4 separate regions of the Mus musculus genome follow, and regions 2, 3 and 4 are each linked to region 1. A link is a contact called in public Hi-C, HiChIP or PLAC-seq and promoter capture Hi-C data. All regions are on one chromosome and are shown on one strand. The core of a region is the stretch at or near the end of the contact, and the rest is flanking DNA. Distances in the headings are between cores, read along the strand shown. Region 1 holds the start of B020018J22Rik (Riken cDNA B020018J22 gene). Region 2 holds the start of Akt1 (thymoma viral proto-oncogene 1). Region 3 has its middle 7.5 kb from the start of Gm36894. Region 4 overlaps Gm36894 (a long non-coding RNA gene).

Region 1 (4,184 bases), core at 1,206-3,705:
CCCTCGATCCTTGATGACCTCAGCCTGGATGGCTTCCGCCAACCCTGTGAACGACATAACATGGGCAGGGCAGGGCAGGGCAGGGCAGGGATTGAAGTGGCCCTGACTACTGGTCCCCACCCTCTAAGGAACCAACCTAGTCTGCATCTCTGCCCACCAGTGGCCACCCCTGACTCTGAGGTACAAGGTCTGAAACAGCTTACTGCTGTTCTTAGTTTATTTCCATCTGCCTTCTCTTCTTCTCTGGGACTCCAGTCCCTGGGGAGGTGAGTGTCTTCCTTTGGGGCCACATGCCCTTTCTCAGGAGGTTGGTTGCTTCAGACTGAGTGAGCCCACTCCTTGCAGCAAGAACACCCACCATGTGGCCTGGACTACTATCAGCTTGGTGACTGGACTACTCCCAGCCATGGTGGCTGCCTACCACCTGCTCTGAATGCACCCAGGTTCCTCCACGGTTTGTGATGTCTGTGATCTGGCATTTGGAGAGAATAAGGCAAAGGCAATTTTACCAGTGCAATAAAACCAGCCACGTGCTTCTCTGATGGTTTTAATGAGATTCCGTCTATCTCCCCTGACTGAGCTGGCAGACGGTAACCCCATGTATGAGGTCAAAATGAATGTCGTTTGGTCTCCGGCAGAGCCGAGAGCCGTCGCCACGGAGCTTGGCTAATCTGCCCCAGCATCCGACAGGAGTGATCAGGAGATACCTCACAGGAAATTGTTTTCCCTCCTGTAACCATAACAACAGATGAGAACGGCCCTGCTCAACTTTCCAGGCCAGTCTTTGTCAACCTGTAACCAAACCTGGAGAGCAAAAAACAGGGGCCAGGGTTGGCCCAAGTGCATCATCAGTATTTGAGGATCGTCCCCTCTCCTAGCCCACTGAACAAGGACAGTTGGCATGCTCCAGAGAGTGGACTAGGGTTTTCAGGGGAGAAATGTGGGCCTTGTGGCACACTGCTGTGGGCTGTAGCGTCTGCCCGCGACTCTGATAGCACCCAGAATCTTCACAGACCTCAGGGTCAGGGACACATAGCTACCTTGACCCAGATTGCAGCTCAGTGTTCTACCTACATCGCTCCATGAGTGTACACATGAATGGCAGAAATACCGCTGAGAAAAATTAAGGGGCTCACTTGACAGAGCGCTACCACATGCGTCATGAGGGGAGGACTTGCTGTGACTGGGTAGAGTCAAGGTACTTCCCTCAAAACCCCACATTCACTGGCTGACCCGTCTCACCCGCCTTGATGAGTTTCAGGTTAGTGAGGAAACGAGTCTCCCACACAAACACAATAGCGGAAGGCACCCGATGAGAGTGCTTGGGGTTGTCCTCCGACCTCCATGCCTGACCACTGTGGACAGACAGACACATGTACACACACATACACAGAAGACACAGTCCCTAGTGACACAATTCTTCTAACATCCTTCAATTGGGTCACTTTGTACATTTTCTTACCTTGCCATAATATGTCACTCTCAAGAAATGGTCCACGGGCTGGGCATGGTGGTGCACTCGGGAGGCAGAGGCAGGTAGATCTCTGTGAGTTTGAGGCCAGCCTGCTCTACATATGTAGCAAGTTCCAGACCAATGAAGCTACAGTAATGAAACCCTGTATCAATCAATCAATCAATCAATCAATCAATCAATAATCGATCCCTGTATCTAGTCCACTGCTCTCTAGAAACGTCCTCACAGACGAACCCAGAGGTATACTTTACTAATTCCATAGGAATTTCCCATAATCGACTGGGCAATGAAGATCCCACCACCCAAGCAGTCTGCCCTTGGATCTCTGCCCCAGCACCCCAGGGTCAGACCTCAACCATCTGTACCTTGCTTGGCTTTGTTCAGGGCTCTTGGGTATAGACTGGAGTCAGAGGGTTGAAGTAGGCTAATCTGGGGAGATGCAGTTTCCTGATGAGCCTAGGCTTCCACCCATAGTCAGGAACCACAGCACAGGTCATAGCACAGTGTGGAGGCAGAGGGTCTGTGTGGTACCTTAGCAGCTTTGAGCCATAGGGGACTCAGTGAAGGGGAGGGGCCTGCATTAAGCCCCACCCACCAGGCTTTCCCAGACAGCGTTGCCCCATAAAACAGAGCTAGCCTGCAAGCCCTGGAGTCTATTATCAGAGCTCCATCTTCTGACATTTGACAGAGGCAGTACCTCCTGCTGCCAAGTCCCCTCCAGCAGAGCTGTCCTTCCTAGGTCAATTCACCTATAACTTCCCACGCCAGCCTGATGCCTTTCATCATACACTCTGTCCTACTGTGGCTGGGCCCTTCTCGCAGGGAGCCAACTGCATGTAAGAAATCCAAAGGCATGTAAGAAATGTCTCAGTGGCAGACAAGGAGCAGAGAGAGGGCTTGACACATGCCCCTTCCCCTCATGCCCAAGCATACCAGGGGAAACTTCCCACCCTTGTTCTGGAGCGGCTAAGAGAGCCGCCCACCCACAGGCTGGTACCCTGCAGCCCTGCCTCACTGCACCTCCAGCCTGGGGACCGTCAGCCAGAAGCAGAGGAGGACTGGCGCATAGGCAATTTTCCCCAGAAACAAATGGAGAGAAATTGCTCTAACAGGCGAACAGCCTCTGTTTCAGGCTAATTTCCACATAATAGAATCAAACTGCTTCCCTTTCTCTTCGCTGTCTCCTCTGCATAATTTGACAAATTGCAGACGCGATTTGATTCCGGGCTTGAACACAGACTCAGATTCTTCTCAATAGTCATAGACAAAAGAGGGAGGGGTAGCGAGACGGCAGAGGGTCCCCTCAAAGTGCTGGCTTCTGCACCCCTTCGGAGGGAACAGTGCAGGTACTATCAGGGTCTCAGGTCCCAGAAGCTGCTCCACAACCCACTCAGGAAAGGGGAGGTGTGGGGCCAGAAGCCAGAAAGGGACTGGCCAAGCTCAGCATTCCTCCACCGCTCCCCACAGGCAAGCCACGCCATCTGGGAAGGGCCTCGGTCCAGGGATTTGATGTGCAATATGTCCTGGGGGCCTCGTGTGGGGAGGGCTCAAGTGTGCCTGGCACACCCAGCCTCACACCCAGCCAAAATCAAGGCTTGTGCTTGCCTTGCGACTCAGCGACATGGTGAGAAGTGGCCCAGCCAGGAGAGCAGCTGCACTCCGCCCTGCCCACAAAGCTGCTAGACCCTCGCCTGTCTCCCAGCTCACATCCACCCTCATCCTTGCACGCCTCACTCTAGTGGGCTCCCAGAGCTACTTCATACCCGCCCCTGGCACCATCTACATATACACAGAGAAGCAGACTAGAATATCCCACAGGAGTGTCTCCCCATCCAGCACACAGTAGGTGCACATGTTAACACCTGCCTGAAAGTACTGAGATCCCTGCAGACCTCCCTAGCCTCATGCTGGAATGCAGACACAGAGGCAAGTGGGAAACAAGGACAAGACAAAAGAACATTGACATTTCTACACACCACACACACACACACACACACACACATACCATGTACACTCACACATACTCATACACACTTAGCCACACTCACACACACACACACACACACACCACGTACACTCACACATACTCATACACACTTAGCCACACTCTCACACACACACACATACCACGTACACTCACACATACTCATACACACTTAGCCACACTCACACACACACACACACACACACACACACACATACCACGTACACTCACACATACTCATACACACTTAGTCACACTCTCACACACACACACACAAACACACATACACACACACACATACACACACATGCACACACGTACAATATGCTATTTTAAAGGAGAAACTGTTATTTCTAGAGGTACTTATCTTAAAATTATACCAGTGCTCTATCAAAACAGGCTCAACCATTAGAGGTCACAGTATCCTCCTGAGTTCCTCCAGGTTTCTCTGGTGTGCTCATAAGGCATACCTGTAAGCAAATGGCCCCAGGGAGGGCACAGGTCCCAGCCACCTTGCAGGGTTGGAATGGACAGCCTTCCACCCTTCTTGCAAAGAATGACCTTCTGGTGACACAAAGACAGCTGGAGACTCTAAGGAACACCCTGAGGACAGCGGCATGCTCAGGCCATAGGGAACTCTGACTAGGGGACACCCTGAGAATGGGGGCTTGCTCTGGCCATAGGGGACACTCAGGGGCACTCAGAGAGCCACAAGGCCCTTCTGGG
Region 2 (4,184 bases), core at 966-3,465, 240 kb after region 1:
CTTACCACTGTCTCACCACCCCCTACAGTCTGGGAGGCCTACTGCAGGTCGCAGGGTCCCTACGGCTCACGTTAGGAACGCGGGAAGGCCAACACTGGAGAGCACAAGTAGAACAGGCACGGTATGAAGCTGAGCCCAAAGTCCTTCAGGACAACACTAAAAACTCCTCAGGCAGAACCCCAGACCCCTTGGGAACACAGCACCCTGCCTGTGAAGCTGTCCCCTTCACTTGGTGAGTACACACTAGGCACATATGGTTCTGTCGAGCCTTCACCCTACGCCTGAGACAGAGAGACTCTGAGACAGCCTGCTGGGAACACCCAAAGCAGTGGTTACGACCCACAATTACAGTATCCGGGAGCCCACAAACAGGGCAGGTAACACACAAGGGTCCTGCAGCGGCCAACTAGCTAGCCTGTGCAAAGCAAAGGGTGCCAGCTCACCTCGCAAAGATCCCCCCGCCCCCCAATTGCTTCTCTTCCAGAGGGACACCTAGGTATCCTTCAAATATCCCCAAGTCTGGACATTCTGGGAAAGTGCACCTGAACAGCCCTTGACCAGCAAGCCTGTGTTGTCCCTCCACCTGGAGTTCATGTGGACAATCCCCAGGAAAAGACTGGAAGGCCGCCGTGGAATAGATCCCAACTAGGGTCTACTACAGCTGACTGGCAACCCCCTATGTCATCTCTCTAGCCCAGAAGACACAAGCTGGCACCCAGAGTCTCTGTCACTTTGCCTTGTATGAAGCTAAATGTGGAACAAAAGGGAGGCCGGCTGCTATGTGTCAAATGCCAAATGCCAAAGTAGGAAAGACCACACCTGGCCCAAGAAGGAAAGAGCCCTTCCCTCAGCAAGCAGGTGGCGACTAAAAGCCAGAACGAAAAAGATAAGCCAAGAAGAAATCCCAGCTCAGTGACTGTCAGAGTGGGTGTGGCCTGGAGGCAGAGGGCTGTACTGCAAGATCTCTCTCGGTGGATGTCCCCTACCCCCACCCAGCCCCAAGGTCTGCTGATGACAGTCAGCTGTCCAGAGCCGTGTAAAAATAAATTCATACACACGGAGTGAAGAAACACAGCCATGTTAACGCCAATGTCCACATCAAGCCGACTTAAGCATGGGACACTCTTCCCACCATGCCATGCCGTAAGGGCATATGGTTGCTATTGTTAAGTCTTAAGAGTTCAGCCCCTCTGGGACACTGGCCCGTGAGCCACACGCCCAGCTGGGGCCCCACCAAGGCGACTCGCCCTTCACTTTAGTGATGGCTCTAGGCAGTCAAGGCTAGCCACCTGGAGCAAGACCAGGGGCCTGGGGGAAGGAGGAGTTTGGCCACACAGCAGAGGCCCAAGGTTCCACCACCGCCCAACTTAGAAACCAGTCCTCTTTAGACAATTCCATCAGCTCAGCCAGTATCCCGGATCCGGGAGACCGAGTCCACGCCGTCCTCAAGGCCCCCCCCCCCCCCGGCACCTCCAGAAACCACCTAGTCCAGGAAGCAGCTTCCGGGCCCAGGAGGGTTAGCAGTCCTTTGTGGGCTAGCCTGGGCACTGTGCCACCGCGCACAACTTTCTGTCCGTGGGAAATGAGTTCTCCTTCCCAGGGCCCTCCCACCGCACGCAGGCCGCGGGGCGAGCCTTTCTCCTACCCTCGCTGGCCGAGTGCCCGGGCAGCCCCAGGCCCCAGGGCGCACCGGCCCCCACTGCGCACACCAACAGCGCCCCTCTCCCGCGACCTGGCCCCGTGGAGCGGCCACCCAAGGTCACGCAGCGGCCGCCCGCACCCTCGCCGGCGTGGGCCTCCTGCGCGACCAGCCCGGCCCCGCGCGCTCCCCGCCCAGGCCTCCGCTCGGCCACTTCCTGCTCCTACTCCGAGGCGCGGCGCGGCCGGGAACAAAGCGGGGTGGCCGCGGCCCGGAACAGGGCGCGGCGCGGGCACTCACCGGGCCGCCGCGTGCGGGCGACTGGGCCTAGCCGGGCCGCGGCCTCGGGCGCCCGCCGCTCCGCATCCCGCGGGCGGGCGCTGGGCGGGGCCGGCTGAAGGCAGCGGCGTCCGGGCGCGCGCTGCTGGCCGGATCTGGGCCGCCGCGGTGCCGGCCACAGGACGCTGCTCGGTCCGCTCCGCTGGTCCCGGACTCGCGTGCGCTGCCGCGCTGGGCCGGCCGCCCGCCGACTCGGTGCTGCCGCCGCCGCCGCCGGCCCGCCTTCTCCCCGCCCCGCGCCCGCGCCGCCCGCCCACATCCGCCTCCGCCGCCCCGGGCGCCCCCGGCGCGGCCCGCGGCCAGGGCGAGGCACCCCGTGAGCGCGAGCGCGGCCCCGCAGGCGCCGCCCTCGGGTGGCCCCGAGCCAGGGCCACGCGGGTAACGGAGCCCCGCCGCAGATCCAGAGCTCCAGCTCTGGTCTGGGTTTCCCGGTTTGTGGGACCTGGCCCTTCCCTGCCTAGCTCTCCAGACCCCAAGGAGGGAGGCCAGCGTGGGAAGTGAATCAGTTTGACTCTCAAGAGGCCCAACTGTCCCCATCTTGGGAGCCGGGAGAGACCGGTCACCGGTGTCCTAAAGGCCAGCCAACACAAGAAAGAAGGCTATTGAGGGCTCATCCAACCCAGTACTGCCTGCCACAGCAACTGATAAGGACTCCCCAGGTGACAGGGAGGACGGGAGCACACCTGGACACCCAGAGGGGGCAGATTCAGGGGTAGGACTCAGTCAGCCAAGACCTTGCTGTGGACTCAGATGGGTGAGGCTTGGGGGGCGGTTCCTTATGGTGTCCCGGAATTGAAGAGTCAAGGTGGTTCCTGCCTCTTATCCATCCTCAGTCCTTCCCCCTTCGGCCAGCCTCAGCAGTTCCTGCGCAGGGCCCCTCCCTCGTCCCAGAAGCCCGACTTGATAGTAACCCTTTTGTGAATTTACCTTCATGTGTTTGGTATTTTTAACCAGGGGGCATTTTTTGTTTTTCATACAAGGGTCAGAGTTCACCAGGAGTGTAAACAAGAGGGTAGATTTAGTAGTCCACGCTATCGCCCAGGATGGAAATCGGAGCTCCTTCTCGGGCTCCTGGGGCTGACCTGGGAAGCACACCCCACTCCCGGAGAAGAACTCACTCTCCTCTCAGCCACGCCCCATACCCTTCAGACGGGGATGGGGATGGGGGGCTCTGTTCTGTGCCCTATCTGCTGCACAGCTGCCCCAGCTCAGAGAGCCTCCAGGGCGCTAAGTCAGAGGCTCAGCAGCAGTTCTGTTCTGCTCCAGCAGTATCCCTGACCCTGAGAGTGGCCTTCAGAGGCTGAGAGTCACACAAATATCCATCACTCGCCCAGCAAACCTTCACCCCAGGCCCCCAACTCCTCCTCTCCTACTTCCCCCATCCCGTTGCTACACAGTTAGAGCCAGCAGGGCGCCCTCTTGTGGAACACAGCAATTTCTGGCTGTTCTCTAGTGACCCTTCTCACTCGGATGCTCTTCCTGGAAGCCACTGTTGGAGACAGCTCCTACCTGTGGTGAGCCCTGTTTCTATGCAGTAACCAGTCCCGCCTCCCTTCTTTGTGTCTCTATCTTCCCCCGAGTCCGGAGTGGGTTGGGGGATAGGCGACTCCTTCTGGGTCCACACTTTGGCAACACCTCTTTGGGCCTCCTAGACAGAGCCACAAGGTGAGTAAGGTCCGCCTTACTGAGACTTGCCACTGGCCTGCTCTGCAGCCATGCTCTCCAACAAAAACTGGTCCCGGGGGCTGGCGAGATGGCTCAGCGGGTAAGATGACTGCTCTTCCGAAGGTCCTGAGTTCAAATCCCAGCAACCACGTGGTGGCTCACAACCACCCGTAATGAGATCTGACGCCCCCTTCTGGTGCGTCTGAAGACAGCTACAGTACTTATGTATAATAATAAATAAATCTTCAAAAAAAAAAAAACCAAAAACCAAAAACAAACAAACCAACCTGTGGTTCCTGACCCTCTTCCCCCCTCACAGAGGTCTTCCCCCCTCTCTCACAGAGGTCTTCCTCCCTCTCATCCCTGGCAGCTTGGTAGGATGCAGGCACTATCCTGAGCTAAGAGGTCTGGGCATCAGCTACATAGTGAGATATGCTCTTGAGACAGCTCCCAAGTTAGATGGCACCCGAAATCTAGAGAGGTTCTGCCTGTAGCAGCCGGACTGTGGCTCTGTGATAGCCTCTGTCATCTATATGCCAGT
Region 3 (4,184 bases), core at 674-3,173, 220 kb before region 1:
AATCGGGGCTCAAGCTGGGTTCTCCTTACAGATAGCACAGGATTAATTCCCATAATCAACTTGACTGGATTAAGAAACACCCAGGGCATTAATGAGGCAGGGCTCTAGCATACTCAATGGCATCTCCAGAAAAGGTTAACCCAGGAAGAAAGACCTGTCCCCAACTCTAAACAGCAGGGAGCTGAGCAGTGAACATCTCCCTGCTTCCTGGTGACAAAACCAACAGTCTGCCATGACTGGGCGTCCCACGGTCCTGCCACCATGGTTTCCAAATCACGGTGGCCTTTAACCCTTCAAAGCACGAGTCCAAATCCTTTTTAAGTTGCTTTGTCACAGTCATGAGACAAGAAACTAATACACACCCCCACTGCCACCTCCTGGGGGGAGGGGCAGGGTGGGCAAAGCTCAGTCCATTGGCTCCCAACCTTTCTATCACTGTCCCCATTGTAATGATGGCCCACATATCTGAAACAAAAGACAAGGCCTTCAGGGTGGGGCTCAGGTGCATGCAGGATCCCAGACCCTGAGTACCCCATGCTCCAGGGGAGGGGTGATGACCCCCTCCAGTCCTCAGCACCCCAGGGAGAGCTTCTGAGGGCCTGTCCCATGCAGACCTTCCAATTAGAGTCCGTTAGTGAGGCCCGGCCCAGCTCAGGCACCTGGGCACCCCTGAGGGGCAGGGATATGGATTAGGTCACAGTCAGCCACATCTTTGTTGGGGGATCAGCCGGTGGGTGCTTTGGGTCCCCAGGGCCTCCAATTACAGCCCCTTATAAAGAGGCGGCAGGGCTGGGTAGGGGCTTGGATGAGCCCCCTAAGCTCTCTGCTTGTACCCCAGCCTGCATCTGAGTCCCGCTTTTGATGGTCTCAGTCTTGCCACAGTGCAGAGGAGAATGTGGCAGGCTTAGAGTGACTCCAGATGCCTGGCTCGAGTGGCTTATGGTCCCTGTGCTGGGAAGGTCTGGAAAGTCACAGACATCACTCAGACTGGCACATCTGAAGACCTGACCTTGCCCCTCAACACAGTGGCCACCCTCTGGATATGCTGAGCTGGCCTTACAGGATGGAGTTTGGGAATGTGTGTGGCCCACTGGGCAGCTGCTGCACGTGTTGACTCCGAAGACAAGCTGGGCCACCTGGCTCACTCCCATGTTCATCCCTCATTCTGCTTAGACAGGTATCTAGAAAGGGCATGCAGGTGAGAGGAACCCAGGCTCAGTGCAGAGAGAGGGTCCCTTTCTGGTCACAGGGCCATGCCGTGCCACCTAAGCCATGGTGATACCCGTCTGATAGTGTCTGAGAGCAGTTTCGTCTGTTTCTCAGCTTGTACCATCATCTCTTGTCCTGTTGGGCAAGCTCTTCTTGGCAGGTCTGCCCTGGGAAATGGGGGAGAAGGGTCCAGGACTGTTGGACATCCCAGGAGGGGGCAAAGGAGGGGATGTATGATGTGAAGTAACAGCAATTTCTCCCCGGGTATATCATGAAGCAATCGTCACTGGTTCTCCTCTGAACATGTCTCTTCTGCTTTCCCTTCCTGCACCCCGGCTTTCTCTTTAGCTGTTAAATGAACAGGATTTCTCAGGAGCTGGGGGTAGCAGGAGGGCTGGGAAGAGGTGGGCCCTCGTCTGAAGGCTCCTGACTGGGAGGCATCCCAGTTCTCCCAAGGCCAATACATAAGCCCATCCAGCTAGCACACAGCTGCCCCGAGCAGCGCGCCACACACATGGCCTCACACTGCAGTACAGCAGGTGGGAGTTTTACGGGGTCTGATTCTGCATTCTCTCGTTGAGCTAGCGGGGGGGGGGGGGGGGCGGAAGGGGAATGGGAAGCTGTCGGCTGGGCTCCTAGCCAAGGCACACAGTTCCCGCCACCACATAGCTCCTTGCTCATGGGCTCCTGCTGAATGCCAAGCAGCCTGGTGGTCTGGCCCAACCATTAAGGGCCTGATTTGCATTGAGTACGGCCCGGCACTGGTTTGTCCACACCTCCTGGGGTCTCACCAGGAGACGGGTTGTAGTGCTTTTGGGTGCCTCTAAGACTGTTGGGGGGTTTTTATCAGGGCCAGGTTTACTGTCTGGTTTTGTGTGTCAACTTCACACAAGCTGGAGTTATCACAGAGAAAGGAGCCTCCCTTGAGGAAATGCCTCCATGAGATCCAGCTGTAAGGCATTTTCTCAGTTAGTGATCAAGGCTGGGAGGCTCCATTGTGGGTGGTGCCATCCCTGGGCTGGTAGTCCTGGGTTCTATAAGAAAGCAGGCTGAGCAAGCCAGGGGAAACACTCAAATAAGCAGCATTCCTCCATGGCCTCTGTATCAGCTCCTGCCTCCAAGTTCCTGCCCTGTGTAAGTTTCTGTCCTGACTTCCTTTGGTGATGAACAGCGATGTGGAAGTGTAAGCTGAATAAACCCTTTCCTCCCCAACTTGCTTCTTGGTCATGTTTTATGCAGAGATAGAAACCCTAAGACACCAGGGATGTGTGTAAGCGTCTGCATGTAGGCCAAATGAAGACATGCCAGCAGATGGCAGCCAGAAGATGAGGCAGATCACCTCTCAGCATGGGACTCCCCAAGTGGTGTCCACCCAAGATAAAAGATGGGCAAGATGAGCTTTTTCCCAGCAGAGGTGCTGGCTGGACAGGAAAACCAGGGATGCCTAAGCTTCAGGGCCTCATGGAGTTTGGGTAGCTGTAGAAGACCCTGGTACACACTCTGCTAGTAAGGGAGAGGGGTCAGAAAAAGTCCTAAAATGAGGAAGGAGAGCAGCTACAGGAACCAGAAAGGCCCAGAGAAGCAGGGCCAGACAGACATCCTGTTTACCAGGAAGATTCATCTTTGGCTTCTCTGTCACCTGGACTTCAGGGAGGTTCAGCCACGGGGAAGAACCCTATTGTAGTCAGAGGCGAGAGTCAAAGTCTGGTGTGGTCCTCAGGGCCCATCTTCCCCCCACTCCTTGGAGGCATTGGCTCCAGTTCCTGCCACACTCTGTTGCGCCTATGGTTCCTATGTGCAAGAGTCACACCCATCCCCTGAGCACACCTGGTCTTTCAGCCAGCCATACATCTGTCATCGCAAAACCGGTTGCAAACATGCAGTTGCTTTGGGGAGTCCTCTGGCTTTCCTTGGAGCTTAGCGGTGGGTGCACACTATTAACATAACCCCCTGCTGGTGGAGTGTGGATGCTTTCCCAGGTCTTATTTCCCACTCTATGGGGCCATAGGAACCAGGACCTAGGATCTAGGGACAGGTGGGATGAAGGATGCAGAGCACCTTGAGAGTCCCTCTTATGAAGGTAAGGGCGGTGACAGCGTCATGCAGGAAAGGTTTCCCCATCACTGGTGGCTAGTCTCTTTCTCATATCCGTTTTCCCTTCCTCTCAGCGTTCACCCACTATCCTGCTACCCTGGAATATGGCTTCAGTACTTCTCCCGAGGCCTCGCACATTGATATCTAATCCCCATCACGGGGTATTAAGGGAGCAGAAACTTAATCTAACTGTCTTGTTTACAGGGTGCCTTGGGAGGTGGGAGACTTAGATACGGTCTTCAGGGCTGAATCCCTGTGATCCTATTCTGGTACCTTTACAAGAAGAGGAGAAAGAGCAGGAGACACACACGCCAAATGATGCCTTGGGATACGACATGTAAAAATGCCGTTGCCAGATGTGGCCCTAAACCTATTTCTAGCAAAACGTATCCATCTTATCAGCCTGTATTGACAACAAGAACGAGCCAACACTCTTGCTCCCTTCCCTCCCTCACCCCCTTCGCCCTCCTCCTTTCCCTCTCTCCTTCCTCTCTCCCTCTCTCTTCCCTCCTCCCTTCCACCTATCACCTTTTTAAAAATCACCTGGATTTGACCAAATCTTCTGTGGTTTTACAACCAAGTCATTAAAGCCTGGAGTTCTAGGCCATTAGAGAGGGAGACCAGGGGCCAGAAGGATCCAGAGAAGGCCCTGGCACAGGATGGAGGTGGCAGGTGTGTGTGTGTGTGTGTGTGTGTGCATATGTGTGTAGTAATGTGTATGTACATGTATGTGTGTAGTAATGGGTACATGTCTGCATGTGTGTGTTTATGTGTATATAGTAATGAATATGTGTGTGTGCATGTGTGTGTAATAATGGATAGGTGTGTGTGTGTGTGTGTGTATGTAGTAACAGGTATGTGTGTGCATGTGTATGTGTATT
Region 4 (4,184 bases), core at 1,137-3,636, 160 kb before region 1:
GGGTCTCTGGGCCTGCTGGTCCACAAGAGAAGCATTGGGATGAACTAAAGGCAGGGAAGTCTAGACTGAGTGGGTGGTACAGGAGTTGCTGGGGCGAGGACCTGGAAACTTGGCCGACTACTTTCCTCGCTCCTGCAGAGAACACTCCATTGTGCCTTAGTGGCACCGACTGAATGCAGGGCATAGAGGGGCTATACCCTCTTCCCACCCTGGAGGTTCTCTCTTGGAGCTGAGACAGGACAGGAAACGGTTAAAGCTGAGAAACCCTTTCAGGGCTGCGGTCAGAAAAAAAAAAAAAAACAACAAAACGATATTCTGCAGTTCGACGTCATGCTAATTCCATTTCCAGGGCATTTAATCTCATTTGCCCGATGACTAATCCCTGGCCTTGCATGAATTAACATGTGGCCCCTTCTCCAAGGGAAACGGGACCCTTTCAACGGAGACATAGCGTCATCCAGCTCTGCTGCCTGACAGGCAGGGCTCCTGGCTAGACGGTTTGGGGGCAGTCCGGGGACTGACCCCTGGGTGAGCAAGAAGGACTTGGAATGTCTTCTGCCTTTAGCACTCTCCAAAAGTGCAGGTTGTCTTTTTCCTTCACAGCCTAGGATCTGGAGACAAAGGCTCTGTCACAGGGTGCTTCAAGGCAGGAGCAGGTCACCGGTAGAGCAGGTGTCTTTGGGGCTGGCCAGACTGTTCATCTGGTCTACCCAGCAGGGGCCTCAGCAGGACATAGTGGCCAGCTGGAGAGGGCCAAAGAGAAGCTGGAGGCAGTCACATGGGTAGGGGTACTGCTCTAGCTTAGGGCTTTCTCTGTACTCCTTCCTCAGCTCCTAGACTCTGAGGACCCCTGCCACACTCTGTCCTTTTAGTGACCACTGGACAGAGAACCTACCTGCTAGGTGGGTGAGCTGGGTTGGACAGGGAGCTAAGCTGTTTCTGAGAACTAACCCTGGGGCTGTAGCTGTACCTTGCAGAATCTCAGAATCCTGTCCCCATGGGATTCCGGGCTTTGGGAACCCCAGGGGAGTAAGGAGGTCCCTGGGTACTGGAAGATATAAATGGTGCCCTGCCCTGCTCTCGAGCTTGTTTCCAGGCTCAGTGTGGCTCTTGGTCAGGTCAGATGAGAGGGTCTATGGAGACCAGAGCTGGGTCTGACTGCATCCTCCTCTGCTACCCTGTAGGGCTAGGCGAGGTGTCCTCTATGTCTCTGTCCTGCTCTCGGCCTTGACACTTAATGAGATAAGTCTTTCCTTCAGATCTAAAACTTTAGGGGCCCAGAGGCCTGGGGTGAGAGCAGGTTGTGTTTAAGCCTTGAAACTGGGGCTCTGAGGGGCACCATGGCTAGAGCTGTGGCCTCTTGTCTCCTCCCTGTTCACCTCCCTCTGGGATATCCAAGTTTTCAAGAAACTTCTGATGGCTGCTTTAATACTCCAGGCTGAGCCAAGCTGAATTTCCAGGGCTTTGGGGAGGGTCTGAATCTATGTGAGGTATGCAGATCTTTGAATATAGACTGTGGAGGGTCAGAGTGTAGACAGCCAGGGCATGGACTCCTAGGCTGCCTGGCAGGCGTGTGAGGCCATGCAGGAGTCTAAGCCCCATGTTCTTCATCCTTTAATGCCTGGATGTGCATGGGTGACCTGAGCCTGTAGCTGTTGGCACACACAGGTTCTAATGAGCAGCCTCTATGCCCCGACCCCACACACCACCTTGAGAAGGAAGTCTCTGAAGAGACCTTTTGGGCTGGCAAATCTAGACTCAGCATATCCTTTGTGCTGGACACATATCTGGGTCTGGAAACAATCCTGTTCGACTTTTGGCATTTTTCAGACAGTTCCAGAGTGTCTCCTGGGATGTCACAGACACCCATAGGTGCACTCCTCAGGGAGGTCCATTAGACCAAATATGAAGGCAGAGGATCACAGTTCCATGTGCCCCTGGCACTGGGTGAGGTGGGTAGGCGTCTCGCTCCTCCCCACCGCACAGGGATGTGGGGCTCACTAGCAGTGGGACCTCAGAAGTCATGGGTGCTAGAAGGCACCTGGCTTGCACTCTGCTGTGGCCCTCCTTGGGCAGGTGTCCAGAAGAAGGCCTGAGGATTTCATGGAGGACATTGGCATTGCCTAGCTATAGTGGTCTGCACAGCTCCAGTTAGGCCTGGACTCAAGGGAGGAGGGCAGGGCAGCCTCCTACAGGCTTTACTAGATTATCTCATTTGCAAACAATAAATGTCTACAAGCAGAGCTCCTGTCAGGCTCCCCTTCCAGGACGCAAATGTAGCTTTTGTCTGCCTCTGCCCTTTGTTAAAACAACCGCAGTGCCAGGCAGATAAACAAGACGATTAAATGTAAATGATGTCATCTTCCTCCTTCATTCGCATTAATGAGAAGCCCAGGCCCTGGCCAGGGCGCTGGCGGAAGCCACTAGCTACTGAATCCTATTAAAAAGCAACCAAGAGGCAGTGCTGACCTTTGCTTTGAGTGGCTGACCCAGCACCCAAAAGCGGGTGGGACAGCTGGGACCAACAGCTCTGGTTTTGACAAGGACTGCATTTAAATTGCGAATATTTACCATCTCCCCTTAATGAATGGCCCTTTGGTACTACAAAGAAACACAGAGATCAAGAGAGATGCAGACAGGGTCATCCTCCACCCCACCCCATGCTACTGGCTCCAGGCCGGAGGTGGCACCCAAGGCGAGGCCAGGAGGTGGAATGAGTTGAAAAGCTGCCCAGGACACAGGGCAGTGCTTGCTCCGGGGATGGTGGTCAGAGCAAGCTGCCACACAACCAAAGACTCATTGTTGGAGCCCAGAGCCCCTGGGATCGGCTGGATCCTTGAGCCCAGACCTATGGGCTGCTTGTTGAGGGCTACTGTGAGTGTGGGCATCTGCTCTGGGGAGGCCACGGTCCAGCAGCTGATGTCCTTGATTGCATCACAGGTACAGGCCATGTGTAAGCTCGTGTGGGGAGGACCCCAGGAAGTCTGTCTCACTGGAAAGATTGAACCCCAGACCTCTGTGGAGTGCTGAACTGATGGATACAGCCAGTGTGAACCCAACGGTGCCTCCTGAAACCGACCTGACCTGCTGCCCCTCCCCCAAGCCCCAACTGGAGGAAAGTAAACTCTAAACCCACGTGACCCAAGCTCTAGTTCCGGTAGCCCTGTGACCTCAGGCGCATCCCCTCACTTCTCTGAGTGTCAGCGATGGCAACACACCCCTTCCCCAGGTCAGTGAGCAGGTCACAGGAACTGAAGAGTCCGGACCGGTGTCTGGCGCGCACACAGCAGGGGCTCCCATTATTGCGTTATTGCAGACGAATGGGCAGTTTCAATAATTCTGACATCTAATGCACAGTCGGTTCAGAGCTCCCGGACTCCAGATGCTCTGTCCGGCAGAAAACAGCGTGGAGGAAGATGCTGATGTTGGGTCTCCAGAAGCATCGTGTATTCCCGCACTGCCTTCTTCTTGTCTTTCCTAACCCTGGAGGCCTCTGTCTACCTACAGTCCTTAACCCTCTGCAGGCTAAGTCTTTCACATGTGAATTGGGGCAACAAAGTAACTTAGCCCCTAAGTCCTAGAGAGCACAAACCTACAGGCTGACCAGCACGGAGGGAGGGGAGGGGAGTCATCCTGGGTATGGAGCACCGGGCACTCCCTGGGGGCTGCCACTGTGTCTGCTCTGAGCTGGGGGACCATTTGGGTTGTTCAGTTGGAGGCCAAGACAGCTAAGACAGCTCTGGCCTAGAGCCAGTGCTAGCCCAGTAGAGGTGGCTCTTAGACTGTGAGACTGGGTGAGTGCTCACTTGTGGTACAGGGCGGGATGAACCTGGAGGCATCAGCATCCCCTAGCTGAGTCTGGCTCCCAGGCAACCCCGTGCATTCCTCACACACATGCAGGACAGATCTGCTCAGGGCCTGGCCATGTACAGTGCGGCTGCCGGTTTGTGGGCACCTAATCGGGTAGCTGTGTCCTCCCGGCTAAGCCACTCACTGGATGATTCCCCCACTGTTGAGTAGCAGTAGCTCCCCAGCCCCTGGCATCAAGGATCCGGGTAGAAATGCCTCCTCCCCAGAGGGACCCGCTTTACTTTCTGGTACCATGATAAACACCATGACCAAAGCAGCCTTAGAAGAAGAAAAGGGTTTATTGCATCTTATCATCTTTAGGGATAACACTGTCC

What was found. Hi-C and Micro-C count contacts between places; a contact is called where the count stands out from the background. HiChIP or PLAC-seq counts read pairs in DNA pulled down with a chosen protein or histone mark. Capture Hi-C pulls out chosen DNA fragments and counts their contacts.
Region 2: a contact with region 1 is called in a promoter capture Hi-C map of adipose tissue. The contact joins the promoter of Akt1 here to the promoter of B020018J22Rik in region 1. A contact is called at or near these places in 3 of 39 promoter capture datasets (embryonic stem cells, hippocampal neurons and stem cell-derived epiblast-like cells) and 1 of 9 other capture datasets (adipose tissue).
Region 3: an H3K4me3 HiChIP or PLAC-seq map of embryonic basal ganglia shows a contact between it and region 1, with 4 times the contacts expected there. The contact joins the enhancer-like site here to the promoter of B020018J22Rik in region 1. A contact is called at or near these places in 15 of 39 promoter capture datasets (3T3-L1-derived adipocytes, the C10 cell line, the HPC-7 cell line and 10 more) and 2 of 115 datasets of contacts at active chromatin or transcription factors (VIP interneurons and embryonic basal ganglia).
Region 4: a Hi-C map of the N1E-115 cell line shows a contact between it and region 1, with 2.7 times the contacts expected there. The contact joins the enhancer-like site here to the promoter of B020018J22Rik in region 1. A contact is called at or near these places in 10 of 39 promoter capture datasets (the C10 cell line, cranial neural crest, embryonic stem cells and 5 more), 1 of 484 Hi-C or Micro-C datasets (the N1E-115 cell line) and 1 of 115 datasets of contacts at active chromatin or transcription factors (embryonic stem cells).

The regions. Positions count from the first base shown.
Region 1 is chr12:112,432,883-112,437,066 of GRCm38.p6, forward strand. B020018J22Rik (Riken cDNA B020018J22 gene) reads right to left here and starts at 2,456. Exons shown (of 3, transcript NR_045950.1): 1 at 1,463-2,456.
Region 2 is chr12:112,672,061-112,676,244 of GRCm38.p6, forward strand. It overlaps Akt1 (thymoma viral proto-oncogene 1), which reads right to left and starts at 2,216. Exons shown (of 14, transcript NM_009652.3): 1 at 1,940-2,216. It overlaps Gm30150 (a long non-coding RNA gene), which reads left to right and starts at 2,416. Exons shown (of 3, transcript XR_381988.3): 1 at 2,416-2,637; 2 at 2,959-3,492; 3 at 3,631-3,910.
Region 3 is chr12:112,209,013-112,213,196 of GRCm38.p6, forward strand. No RefSeq gene overlaps it. Among named protein-coding and RNA genes, the nearest start is that of Gm36894, 7.5 kb to the right of the region's middle. Within about 2 kb of position 1,924, at least 17 of the 459 cell types and tissues checked have an H3K27ac peak or open chromatin away from gene starts, as enhancers often do. A contact at or near this core is called in embryonic basal ganglia, where this site is marked.
Region 4 is chr12:112,274,530-112,278,713 of GRCm38.p6, forward strand. The region is part of intron 2 of Gm36894 (a long non-coding RNA gene); the gene reads left to right. Among named protein-coding and RNA genes, the nearest start is that of Gm36894, 58 kb to the left of the region's middle. Within about 2 kb of position 2,387, at least 28 of the 459 cell types and tissues checked have an H3K27ac peak or open chromatin away from gene starts, as enhancers often do. A contact at or near this core is called in the N1E-115 cell line, where this site is marked.